Regions from separate parts of the Hordeum vulgare genome. Here all the other regions are linked to region 1. A link is a contact called in public Hi-C data. All regions are on one chromosome and are shown on one strand. The core of a region is the stretch at or near the end of the contact, and the rest is flanking DNA. Distances in the headings are between cores, read along the strand shown.

The links. Hi-C and Micro-C count contacts between places; a contact is called where the count stands out from the background.
Region 2: a contact with region 1 is called in a Hi-C map of seedling, with 2.7 times the contacts expected there. The contact joins the promoter of LOC123440037 here to the enhancer-like site in region 1. A contact is called at or near these places in 1 of 6 Hi-C or Micro-C datasets (seedling) and 1 of 1 datasets of contacts at active chromatin or transcription factors (embryo).
Region 3: a Hi-C map of seedling shows a contact between it and region 1, with 2.0 times the contacts expected there. The contact joins two enhancer-like sites. A contact is called at or near these places in 2 of 6 Hi-C or Micro-C datasets (leaf and seedling).

What each region holds. Positions count from the first base shown.
Region 1 is chr3H:397,257,256-397,261,035 of MorexV3_pseudomolecules_assembly, reverse strand. No RefSeq gene overlaps it. Among protein-coding and RNA genes, the nearest start is that of LOC123440038, 22 kb to the right of the region's middle. Within about 2 kb of position 1,820, at least 1 of the 3 cell types and tissues checked has open chromatin away from gene starts, as enhancers often do. A contact at or near this core is called in seedling, where this site is marked.
Region 2 is chr3H:396,732,736-396,736,387 of MorexV3_pseudomolecules_assembly, reverse strand. It overlaps LOC123440037 (DELLA protein SLN1-like), which reads left to right and starts at 1,297. Exons shown (of 1, transcript XM_045116632.1): 1 at 1,297-2,951. The coding sequence starts at 1,382. The coding sequence ends at 2,890.
Region 3 is chr3H:398,216,765-398,220,315 of MorexV3_pseudomolecules_assembly, reverse strand. No RefSeq gene overlaps it. Among protein-coding and RNA genes, the nearest start is that of LOC123443973, 200 kb to the left of the region's middle. Within about 2 kb of position 1,440, at least 2 of the 3 cell types and tissues checked have open chromatin away from gene starts, as enhancers often do. A contact at or near this core is called in seedling, where this site is marked.

The DNA.
Region 1 (3,780 bases), core at 571-3,070:
TTGAGAATGAGGTCTTTAAGTTTTGCATCTAATAGTTTTGTCATTATCTAATACACTATGTTCCCTTATTTTAAAGGTCTTACGGTCTTCAATTTAGAACTGGGTACTAGATTTTGACCGGACCAACAATTTCTCAAAAAGCTCTCTCATTCTATTCTTTTAATTCACCATGCTTTCTAATTTTAGAGCTATTCCATATGATTGAGGTATTCAATTTTGGACTTGGATCACATTTTAAACGGGTCAATTCAAATCAGTCGACAACAACTGGCCTATAAAACATATCATTATACTGCATCCTCTCATCATCTAGAAAAAAGAAATGCCAACATGTGACATTGTAGCATCAACATAGTATATGCAGCCACCTACATAGAAATTTTTCCCTTGTGAGTATGGGTTAATTAGCAGATAACCCAGAATGGCGCCGTAAAAGGCCTGTTAAAACACCGCATTATAAAATAAAAATAAAACACACTCCATCATCTTCCCAACTCACCAAACCAAATACTTTCTCAGTTTGAAAATATAAGGTGTATTTTTTTAAAAGCATGATTTTTTTTAACTTTGACTAATGTTAGAACCAAAAACATCGACGTATACAATACATAATAAATAAAATATGAAAAAAATCATGATGAATGTAATGATACTGATTTGATATTGTGTCTATTTATATAATCCTCTATAAATTTGGTCAAACTTAACGAGGTTTGACTTTTAAAAAACAAATGCACTTAATATTTTAAAATAAAGGGATTTTATTTATAAAAACCCGATAACACTAATGGCGCAGCAAAGCCCGCCCAACCCATCTAATAGCCATCAAAATTTGACATGTTTAGCCGTTCTCGTTCTTTTCTGGTTGTTACGGTTTCTAGTTCTTGTTTTTAAAGGTCCCGTCCTTGTTTAATTTCAAACGAGAGAAGTTCTTGTTCCTGTTGGAACATTGGATCTGGACCGCCCTACACTGTTAGCTAACTTTTTTAGTGAATCATGTTAGGGAGATACTATTTGACCCTTCAAGCGTCCTTACTAGTGTTTTTGCAAACCGGCGCATGAAGTAATTCCTTCTCGCGCTGTGTTTGCGGACGTCATGTTTATTTATTTATTTGTTTGTTTTCTTTTTCAAAATGCACAAAAAACACAACCGTGTGGCAGCTTGAACTGGTGACCTCCTTTTTGAAGTACCATGTAGTAACCACCCGGCACGAAACCTCGCGTGAATACCAACATCTTTTTTCTTTTTTTCTTGTTTCTACATCCCTTTTTATTTTTCCTTTTTTCTTGTTCCTGGTTCAATAAACTTTATTAAAATTAGTGATTTTGTTTCTTCAAATTGATTACCTCAAAGTTGATGAACTTATTTCAAGTTTGATGATTTTGTTTTACAAAATTCGATGAACTTTTCTCAAATTCGATGAAGTTTTCTCAAAATGATGATATTTTTTCAAGTTCGATGAACTATTTTTCAAAATCTATGAACTTTTTTTGAACTCAATGAACATTTTTCAAATTTGATGAACATTTTATAGTTTTGTTAAACTTTCTTTCAAATTAGTGATGTTTTTCAAGAATTCATGTAAATTTTTTAATTCATGTTTTTTAGATTTTTAGGTTTTTTTTGTTTTTGAAAAGTCAACATTGATAGGTATGCGGTTGACGTAGCAAGAGTGTCCAGTCAGCAGTCAAGCAAGCTGACCAAGGCAGCGGAAGCCAGGGCACGCGTGCTTTTGGGCTCGGTCCGAGAAGTGGTAGTGTGGGCACCGAAACACCTAGTTGGCGCTTAAAACGCTCACTAGGGGCTCCCACCATGTTAGCTATCTACAAAGTATGGGGTAGGTGCTAGAACGCCCGTACATCTGGGTCAACCCAACTAGCAGTCTGGATATTATGAATCCAAGAATAGGTGAATATCTAAAATAGTTTAGAAATATTCTTGGAAAATGTGTTGAAAATTAAACACATAATAAAAAAGCAGAACAGGAGAATATGCATAAAGATAAGGAAAAGCTAAAAGTCTGACGTCATATTTTTTAGGCATGTCAATGTGACGTTTTTCATGGAAATTTGTGTTGACAATATTTTCAAGCATGATAATTTTTTGGAGAAAAAATGAACCGAGGCGGATTTGTCGTGCTCGCCAACTAAAATTTTCATTCTCGAAGACCATAATTTGCAATGAAAAATGTTCGATCTACCATTGCAAAACTCTGACGTCAAGGAGTCCTAAAGATAACTGTTAGAGTGTATTTCTCTATGTGTGGTTTTGGTAATTGATGATAATTCCTATGGACTAATGGTTGCCTTATGTTATATTTGAAGGATTTGTCCATAGGCACTTCCTGAAGTCCATCTATTGGTTTTAAGGAGTTTATATGATGACCAAGATGGTATTCAATGTTTTATCCAAAGATTGATCATATAGAAGATAAGATACAAGGTTGATCAAGACTAAGTCAAAGAATGAAGCAAGTTGATCAACACACAAAACGTACAAGATGTACCGAGAGGGATCAAGTAGCTCATGGTATGGTAAGCATTGTCCATTACGCTTTATGTACTAACAGTGATCTACATGAGAGTTCTATGCGGTGTCAGGTATGTTTGCATGGGCTTGCGTGAAGAGGAAGATATCATACAACCCATCGAGGATGACATCAAGTGGTGATTGTCGTCAAGATTGCAGTGTGCAAGTTCAATTGAAGCATCGCGAAGAGATCATGCTTGAAGCTTGTCGTCCATTGTGGTGCAAATGGACTTGTGAAGATGTCCCGAAGAGTGGCGCACCCATAGTGGAGTATGGGGAGCAATCAACTAGTCTTCATCCAGCCAACTAGCTCTTATCTGCGGTAGTACCGCTCCTCGCAGCGGTAGTACCGCTCCTCGCAGCGGTAGTACCGCTCCGATGAAACTACCACTCGCCTTCCTACCCTCTAATATGTGGCTCTGCCACCCCAGTGGTAGTACCGCTCCCAGTTGCGGTACTACCTCTTATGGGTGATGGTACCGCTCTCTGGAGAGGTAGTGCCACTTGTGTGCACGTTGAGGGGGTAACAGTTGGATTTTTACCTTCCTATAAACGGGTTTCTTCTTCCCATTGAACCCTACCCTTTGAGCTCGTGTTCTTCCCCCATTGTTGACATTCTTTGAGCTTGCTAACTCTCAATCCCTCCAATGACTCTTGCTAGTTCTTGAGGGAAAAGAGAGAGAAGATCTAGATCCACGTTTCCACCAATCAGTTTCTCCTTTATGTGAAGGGAACCCATTGGATCTAGATTTTGGAGTTCTTTGCGATCTCCTTACTTCCTCTCATATTCCTTCATAGATTTTGTTGTTGTGAAGGGATTTGAGTGTGAAGGACTTGACCACTTCGTGTGTTCTTGTCATTTATTAGTTGCATCGGTTTGAGTTCTCCACAATGATACGTGGAAGTGATGTTTGAGAGGCCTATTACTCTTGGGTGCTTCGGCGTCCTAGAAGCTTGATGGTGCCCAGAGCTCAATCATTGTGGTGTAAACCTTCGGGCAAGCGTCGGGTCTCCAATTAGGTTGTGAAGATCGCCCCCAGCAGTTTGTACGGGTACCTGTGGCCGCTCCCAAGGGTTGGCAAAGTGTACGGATTCGGTGACCACCCCAAGGGGTTGCCATTTGTATGGGTTCGGTGACCGTCCTCAAGGTTCCATTAGTGAAATCACGACATCTTGCATTGTGGGAAGGCGTGAGGAGATTAAGGTGACCCTAATGACTTCTTTGTGAGCATTGCCTTCACACCGCTCCA
Region 2 (3,652 bases), core at 48-2,547, 520 kb after region 1:
CCGGTCATCGCCTCGGCCGCCCGTCGAAGCACCATGGATGCAGCCCGTCGGTCTTCACCTCGTCGGTCGCATCTCACCCCCTGTGTTGCAAACGCTAGAAAAAAAGTTTCAATCGTGTGTAGAAAAAGTTTCAACCGTTAAGAAAAACAGCTTCAATCAAAAACTTCAACGAGGGAAAGTTGCAAACGTTGAGAGAAAAAGCTTCAACCGTGTATGAAAAAAGTTTCAAACGTCGCTCCGACTGCAGCATCTCGCGTGGTCACTCCTCAAAAGTTTCAACCATGTATAGAAAAGCTTCAACCGTTAAGAAAAAAAAAGCTTCAACCAAATACTTCAACGAGGAAAAAGTATGATTTGCCTTGCAGCTTTTTATACGTACGATTGCAGCTATTTTAATCAACAGTTGAAGCTTTTTTAAATAGCCGTTGCAACAATTTTGGGTGACGTTTGTAACACTTGTATACGTGCGCCCCGACCATGGCGGGCAGACGACGAGGACGACGGGCGAAGGCTGGATCCGGCGATGCGGACGATCGACGGTGGCGGGAACTGGCGATTCGGGCGGGCCGACGGGGGCAGGGACCGACGCAGCGACGGCGACGGCGCAGGGGCAGGGACCATGTCGTCGCAGCGCGCGCGAGCCGTTCGGGATGAGGAGGAGATTGCGGGCCGTTCGAGAAGGGAAGGAGATCGCGAGATCAACGACGCGCGTGCGTCCAGCCGAATGTTCGGCCGGCGCACGGGCGGAAAACGATTAACTATCTATTAAGTTAATTTATCTTTCTCCTTGTTAAATCATTGCCATATAATTTCATTCAAAAAAATAATTGTCATATAAATTATATAAACAAATTTATTAAGTTGGACTTTATTTTAACGCTGAAATTACTTCCGCCGTGATAAGTCACGGCATGGGGGGAAACTTCCTCCTGCTCACTGAAAACTAGATAAGTGTTTAAAACCTGATTTGTGCTCCCACGGTTTTTCAGTCTATTGTACATAGAGGATTCCAAACTCCAAGATCCTCAGAGACAAAATCGGGAAACAGGAATTGACAGAAGGCGAGGTGGGGCACCGTGGTCTGGTTCCTCTCCTCGGGCCGCTCGTCCGCGGTCTCGCTCGCTCGCTCGCCTCTCCTTCCTTCTCCTTCTCGTGGCCGGTCTACGTCTACGTGTCCCCTTCCGCCCCGTGCTCGTGGCCGCCACTCCACGTGTGTGCGCGCTACCCCGGACTTTCCGACGTCACTCACTCACCCCCTCACTCCACTACATCTACACGCGTGACACCCCGCCCCGCCAAGCGCGCACGCACGCCATCCCACCACTTCCATCCTCCCACCGCCCACCGCTTCCACTCCGGCGTAGCGCAGCGCAGCGCAGGCATGGCAATGGGCACGTTCCCTTTCCAGTGGCCTATGGACCCCGCGCCCGCGCCGACCTCCAGCCTCGACGCCAGCTTACCGCCCTCTCTGCTCCCGCCTCCGCCCGCGGCGGTGCCCGACGACGGCGCGGCGTACTACGCGGCAGCGGACATGCACGCCTCCTCTATGCCCGACCTGGCACCGCCATTCCCATCACGGGACGCGGTCGCCGCCGAGCTGGCCATGCGGCGCGCCGAGGAGGAGGTCGCCGGCATCCGCTTGGTTCACCTCCTCATGAGCTGCGCGGGCGCCGTCGAGGCGGGCGACCACGCGCTCGCGGCCGCGCACCTGGCCGACGCCAACGCCTCGCTCGCGGCCCTCTCCACCGCCTCCGGCATCGGCCGCGTCGCCCTTCACTTCACCGACGCGCTCTCCAGGCGGCTGTTCCGGTCGCCTACCACTCCCCCGCCCACCGACGCCGAGCACGCCTTCCTCTACCACCACTTCTACGAGGCGTGCCCCTACCTCAAGTTCGCGCATTTCACGGCCAACCAGGCCATCCTGGAGGCCTTCCATGGCTGCGACACCGTTCACGTCATCGACTTCAGCCTGATGCAGGGTCTCCAGTGGCCTGCTTTGATTCAGGCCCTCGCTCTCCGCCCCGGCGGGCCACCGTTCCTCCGGATCACCGGCATTGGCCCGCCCTCCCCACCAGGCCGCGACGAGCTCCGCGATGTCGGTCTCCGCCTCGCCGACCTCGCGCGCTCCGTCCGCGTCCGATTCTCCTTCCGCGGGGTCGCCGCCAACAGCCTGGACGAGGTCCACCCGTGGATGCTCCAGATCGCGCCCGGCGAGGCCGTGGCGGTCAACTCCGTGCTCCAGCTCCACCGCCTCCTCGCCGACTCAGCCGATCAGGTGCCCATCGACGCCGTTCTCGACTGCGTCGCTTCCTTGCAGCCCAAGATCTTCACGGTCGTGGAGCAAGAGGTGGACCACAACAAACCGGGGTTCCTCGACAGGTTCACCGAGGCGCTCTTCTACTACTCAGCGGTGTTCGACTCTCTGGACGCGGCGAGCGCGAACGGCACGGGCAACGCGATGGCGGAGGCATATCTACAAAGGGAGATCTGCGACATCGTGTGCAACGAGGGCACCGCGCGCATGGAGCGACACGAGCCGCTGTCGCAGTGGAGGGACAGGCTGGGGCGCGCGGGGCTGACCGCCGTGCCGCTCGGGGCGAGCGCGCTCCGGCAGGCCAGGATGTTGCTCGGGCTGTTCTCCGGCGAGGGACACTCCGTGGAGGAGGCCGAGGGGTGCCTGACGCTCGGGTGGCACGGGCGCCCTCTGTTCTCGGCGTCGGCGTGGCGAGCGGCCGCCGTCGGCTGCGACGCCGACGGCGAAGATAACCATACCAGTAACAATACTAGCAACTTTAGCGGCAGCAGTGGCGGTGGTAGTGACAGTAATAACAGCAGCAGCAGCAACGGTAAGTGTAGCGGGGTTGTTGGTGCTAGCAGCATGTTTTTGTAATCGTAAATCGCAGGCAGTCCGGAAATCTCAATGACATGAAACTCTCGAGCTTAGCATCGCATCTCTATCTCTTGCTGACACTGCCAAACCGAGTATTTTTCTTCTGCAACACTTGGCATCTCAACCTCTTTTAATATCAAGAGGGGTCAATCTGATAGTACATGCAATGAGCACAGTATACAAATGCGAAGGTTTGGTGGGAGGGGTCAATCTTGGATCCCTTGCCTTTTTCTAATAAGTTTACAAACAAATATTCAATATGTCATACAAATCCACACATTGATGAAACTGAGACTCAACGAATCTACAGAAGTTTTATGTATACGCACTACAGTACCAGTTTCTGAAACACAGAAGGTAAAACTAGGGCAATCTCGTTACTGTACCGTTGGGCAAAAGCTTTCAGGTGTAGTGCAGTGCTTGTAATACAAATCACATCCGTTGGTGCCGTGTCGTGCTACCATGGAATGGATTCTGACGTGGATGTACGGGGAATACAAATCACATCATGGTGTTCCGTTTTGGCTGTGCAAGCTGTACCACGGGACAGTTGGCCTGTCAATTATACTGAAAACTAGTTGCAGTTTCCAGGTCGGCCTATTACTGAAAACTGGTTGCAGTTTCCAGGTCGACCGATTACCGAAAACTGGTTGTGTTTTCCAGTGGGCGCATGCAGTTGAGCGGATTCTTTGTAGGTGCGGCCGCACGGCAGAGGAGGATACCAATACTACTACCAGTCTGTCACGTGCAATAGTACTGTTC
Region 3 (3,551 bases), core at 191-2,690, 960 kb before region 1:
ACAAGTAAAACATGTTTTCTAAAAAATAGGTACATTATACCATATATAGCTCCAAAATTAGGGGAATTCCCTATCCGCCGCTCACTGCGTCAAACTGCCGACGTTTCACACGGGCGAGCGACTAAGCAAGGACGCAATGGGCCGACCTAGTTTCTCCTAGCTAGCCGGTTATGGGAACCTTCTAGGAGGTTCCCTGAACTGTTTTTTTTACCATTTTTCTGTTCTTTTTTTGTTTTTCAGTTTCTGTTTCTTTCACTTCTTTCTTTTTTATTTTCTTTTTCTCATTTACCCCTTTCTTCAACGTTATTTCATCATTTTTAAACCAAGTTCATGTTTGAATTTTTTTTGCTTTTAGAAAATTGTTCTAAATTTCAAATAATTATCGTTTTTAAAACCTACTTATAACTTAAAAAATGTTCGGATCTTCACAAAATGTTCTTATTTTCGAAAAAATGTCTTGTTTTCATTTTCCTTTTTTTTGTTCTTTCCTTTTCATGCTTCTTTTGTTTGACATTTTCTATTTTTTTTTGAAATATGTTCTTGTGTTCAACATTTTATTCACATTTTTTACTTAAATGTTCATGGTTCAATAAATAATCTGGAATTGCAAAAAATGTTATTTCTTTCAAATTTTGTTTATATTTTAAAAAGTGTCCGTATTTGAAAAATTGTTCTTGTATTAAAAAAATGCATGATGGTTTTAAAAATCGTCAGTGCTTTGGAAAAAAATCAGGGATTTAAGAAAATGTTCATTTTTTAAACAAAAAATAATGATTTCATAAAATATATTTGTTTCAAAGTTGTTCTCCTTTTAATTTTTTTCGACAATTTTCAAAAAATATTTGTGTTTAAAAAAATAGTGTCATTCTCAAAATATATTCGCAATTTTCATAAAATAGTCCGTGTTTCAAAAAGTGTCCAGAAATTTCAAAACAAAATCTACTTTTTAGAATTTCTTCAGAATTTAAAATGATGAAAATATTTTATGAATCCCCCAAACAAATTTGAAAACACGAACATGTTTTTGAAATAGGAACATTAAAAAACAATTCATGATTTTTTTAAACCCGGACAGTTTTAAAAATTATGAATACTTTCTGAAAGGTGAACATTTTTTTGAAATATGCAAACATCCTTTGAGTTTGTGAATAAAAATTAATAATAGAAACACTTTTTGAGCTTCTGGACTTTTTTAATGTATTGATTTTTTTAAAAAAATTTGAAGAACAAGAAAGATAAGAAAATGGAATTTAAATAAATATAAAATGGAATAAATAACTTAATTTTTTTGAAAAACGACAAAGAAAGAAATTTAAAAAGAAGCGGAAAAAATAATTGTTCACCCGCTACACACTATAGTACCCGCAAGCCCTGCTGGGCCGGCCCAGTCGGGGGCGCCCTCTGCGAAGCCCCGACTTGTTGCTGCCATAAACGACACATAAATGCTCCCGAAATTAGGTATTTTATCAAATTTAATAGAGAAAACAAAAGTTTTTGCACGATGTAGGCCGGGTCGGGTCAGACCTAGGCTTGAGAATATTGGTCGGCCTTCACACTGTATCCGGCCCGGCCTGAAAAATGCACAGATTTACTACACTCCAACAATATCCAGCCTCATCTCTCTCAAAAAAAACACACAATATCCAGCCTTAATTTTGCAATCCGTGGGCACAACAATTCACCATGATATATTGTCGTAACAATTACTAGATCAGACATACGCGCACGTAATCTCCAGTCTGCAGTAAGGTACAATCTCCTGGATGCATGCATGTCCTAGTTTAGGACGCTTGGTAAACAAAAACTCCAGTATTTAGGTGCCGATGCACCAGCGCAACATGAGCAAGAGGCGGTGCGCCACTAGGTACTATTCAAATGTCTGTCAGTTACGCAGCTTGAGCGAGTCATATGTTCGGCCTCCTCACCGTCGAAGCCCCTATCCACTGGTGATTTTTGAGTTGAAACTTACAATTGCCTTGGCTAATACTTAAAGTTTAGTATGGTATGAGCCTAAATCAGATTCGAATTCTAGCCTTCGTCGTCCGCACTACACGTCTCTAGGAGGTCGATCTTCATGATCTTCACCGGAGGCCGAGCCGGCCATATCTAGGGTCCCACTGTCGTGTCAGTCGATTGTCTTAAAGAGTTCTTTTTGGATCTTTTGATTCAGATTTTTCTATCGCTCGTCGGTAGTTTTGCTTGCTGTTTCTTTTATTCTTTTTATCTAAGATCGGTTTGTGTTGTCAGTCGTTTGTCAACCCTTGTGCGACTCTACTCCGACTTCGGCGTTGATTAGATCAACGTCTTCTCCCACTCGGCAATCTCGTGCACCACATGACGGCCCGAAATGGCCGCCGCCTGTGCCTCTGCCCGCACGCTGCTTTGTGCCGCCTATCGTCTCCTTGATCCGATAGGCTCCTCCATCAACCCCGCCTCCATCTATGTCGGTCGTGGGTCATTCCGCATCGGCACACAACCAACTCAAGCACTCCTCACAGGGTAGTTGGCGCTGTTGTGGCTGGCCAATCGTCTGACTACCGATCCATGACACTTGGACAGGCCGCCACTTCCAGTCCATCAGGCACTCGGACCTTACGGGCAATTGGATTGATCACACGCCCACCCGTGATCCGCTCAATCCATATTGCGCAACCAATCTGTTCAGTTGTTTTTGCGCGCCTCCATAGGTTCCCATGAAAATCGTCCCCGAGTTTTTGTGCCTCTACACTAGTCGAGCAACGGGCTGCCGCTGTGTCGCCCCGGAGGACCGCAACGCTGCCACCCCGTGGTTTTCCCCGTGGCGACACCGATTCCCACACTACTATTACGTCGCCCATTTCGAGTCGTAGCACCGTGACACGTTGTTCATGCTGCCACCAAAAGGTCTTCCTTGCGGTTGCACCAATCCGCGTGCGGTTGCTGCATCGTCTCTTCAAGTCACAGTGCCGCAACACATGGTCCACACTGTCGCACCGAGGTCTTCCTCACCGTTGCCCCGACACGCGCTTCTGCCGCGTCTTCCCTTCATGCCATCGCACCGTGGCACTCGGTCCAATCCATCGTCCTCCCGCATTGACTTCTAGTGTGGTATGCTCCGCGCCATTTCCCCCGTCGTATGATCGACATCGTCCGCAAATGGTCTTTATCACGCTGTTGGATTCTTCCTTGCCAAGTTTGAGCAGCGCCGCCGTATATTTGTGGGAGACCAATGTGGCCCTTCACGGGCTACCTCTGGTACCGTCGACCATATCTTGGTCTTTGTCCCACACCAACTCATCGTCGGCGTTGCCGTCATCTTTCCTGACAACTTCATCTACTTTGACATCCGTAGGCAAAATCAACACCTTCTACCCAACGCAGATTTGCGTCGCAACCGTCATCGAGTCCTCCTCTGTTGGTCCCTCCCACATGGCGTACAACTTGTGTTGGTCCCTGTCTATGCATGCCCAGGGCTAGCAAAACCGATGCATGCCTTCGTCCATGATGTGTCCCTGACTTGGCAAACTCGGTGAGACGCCTCGTCAACCTCGACTTCTTTTCGTCTACGCATG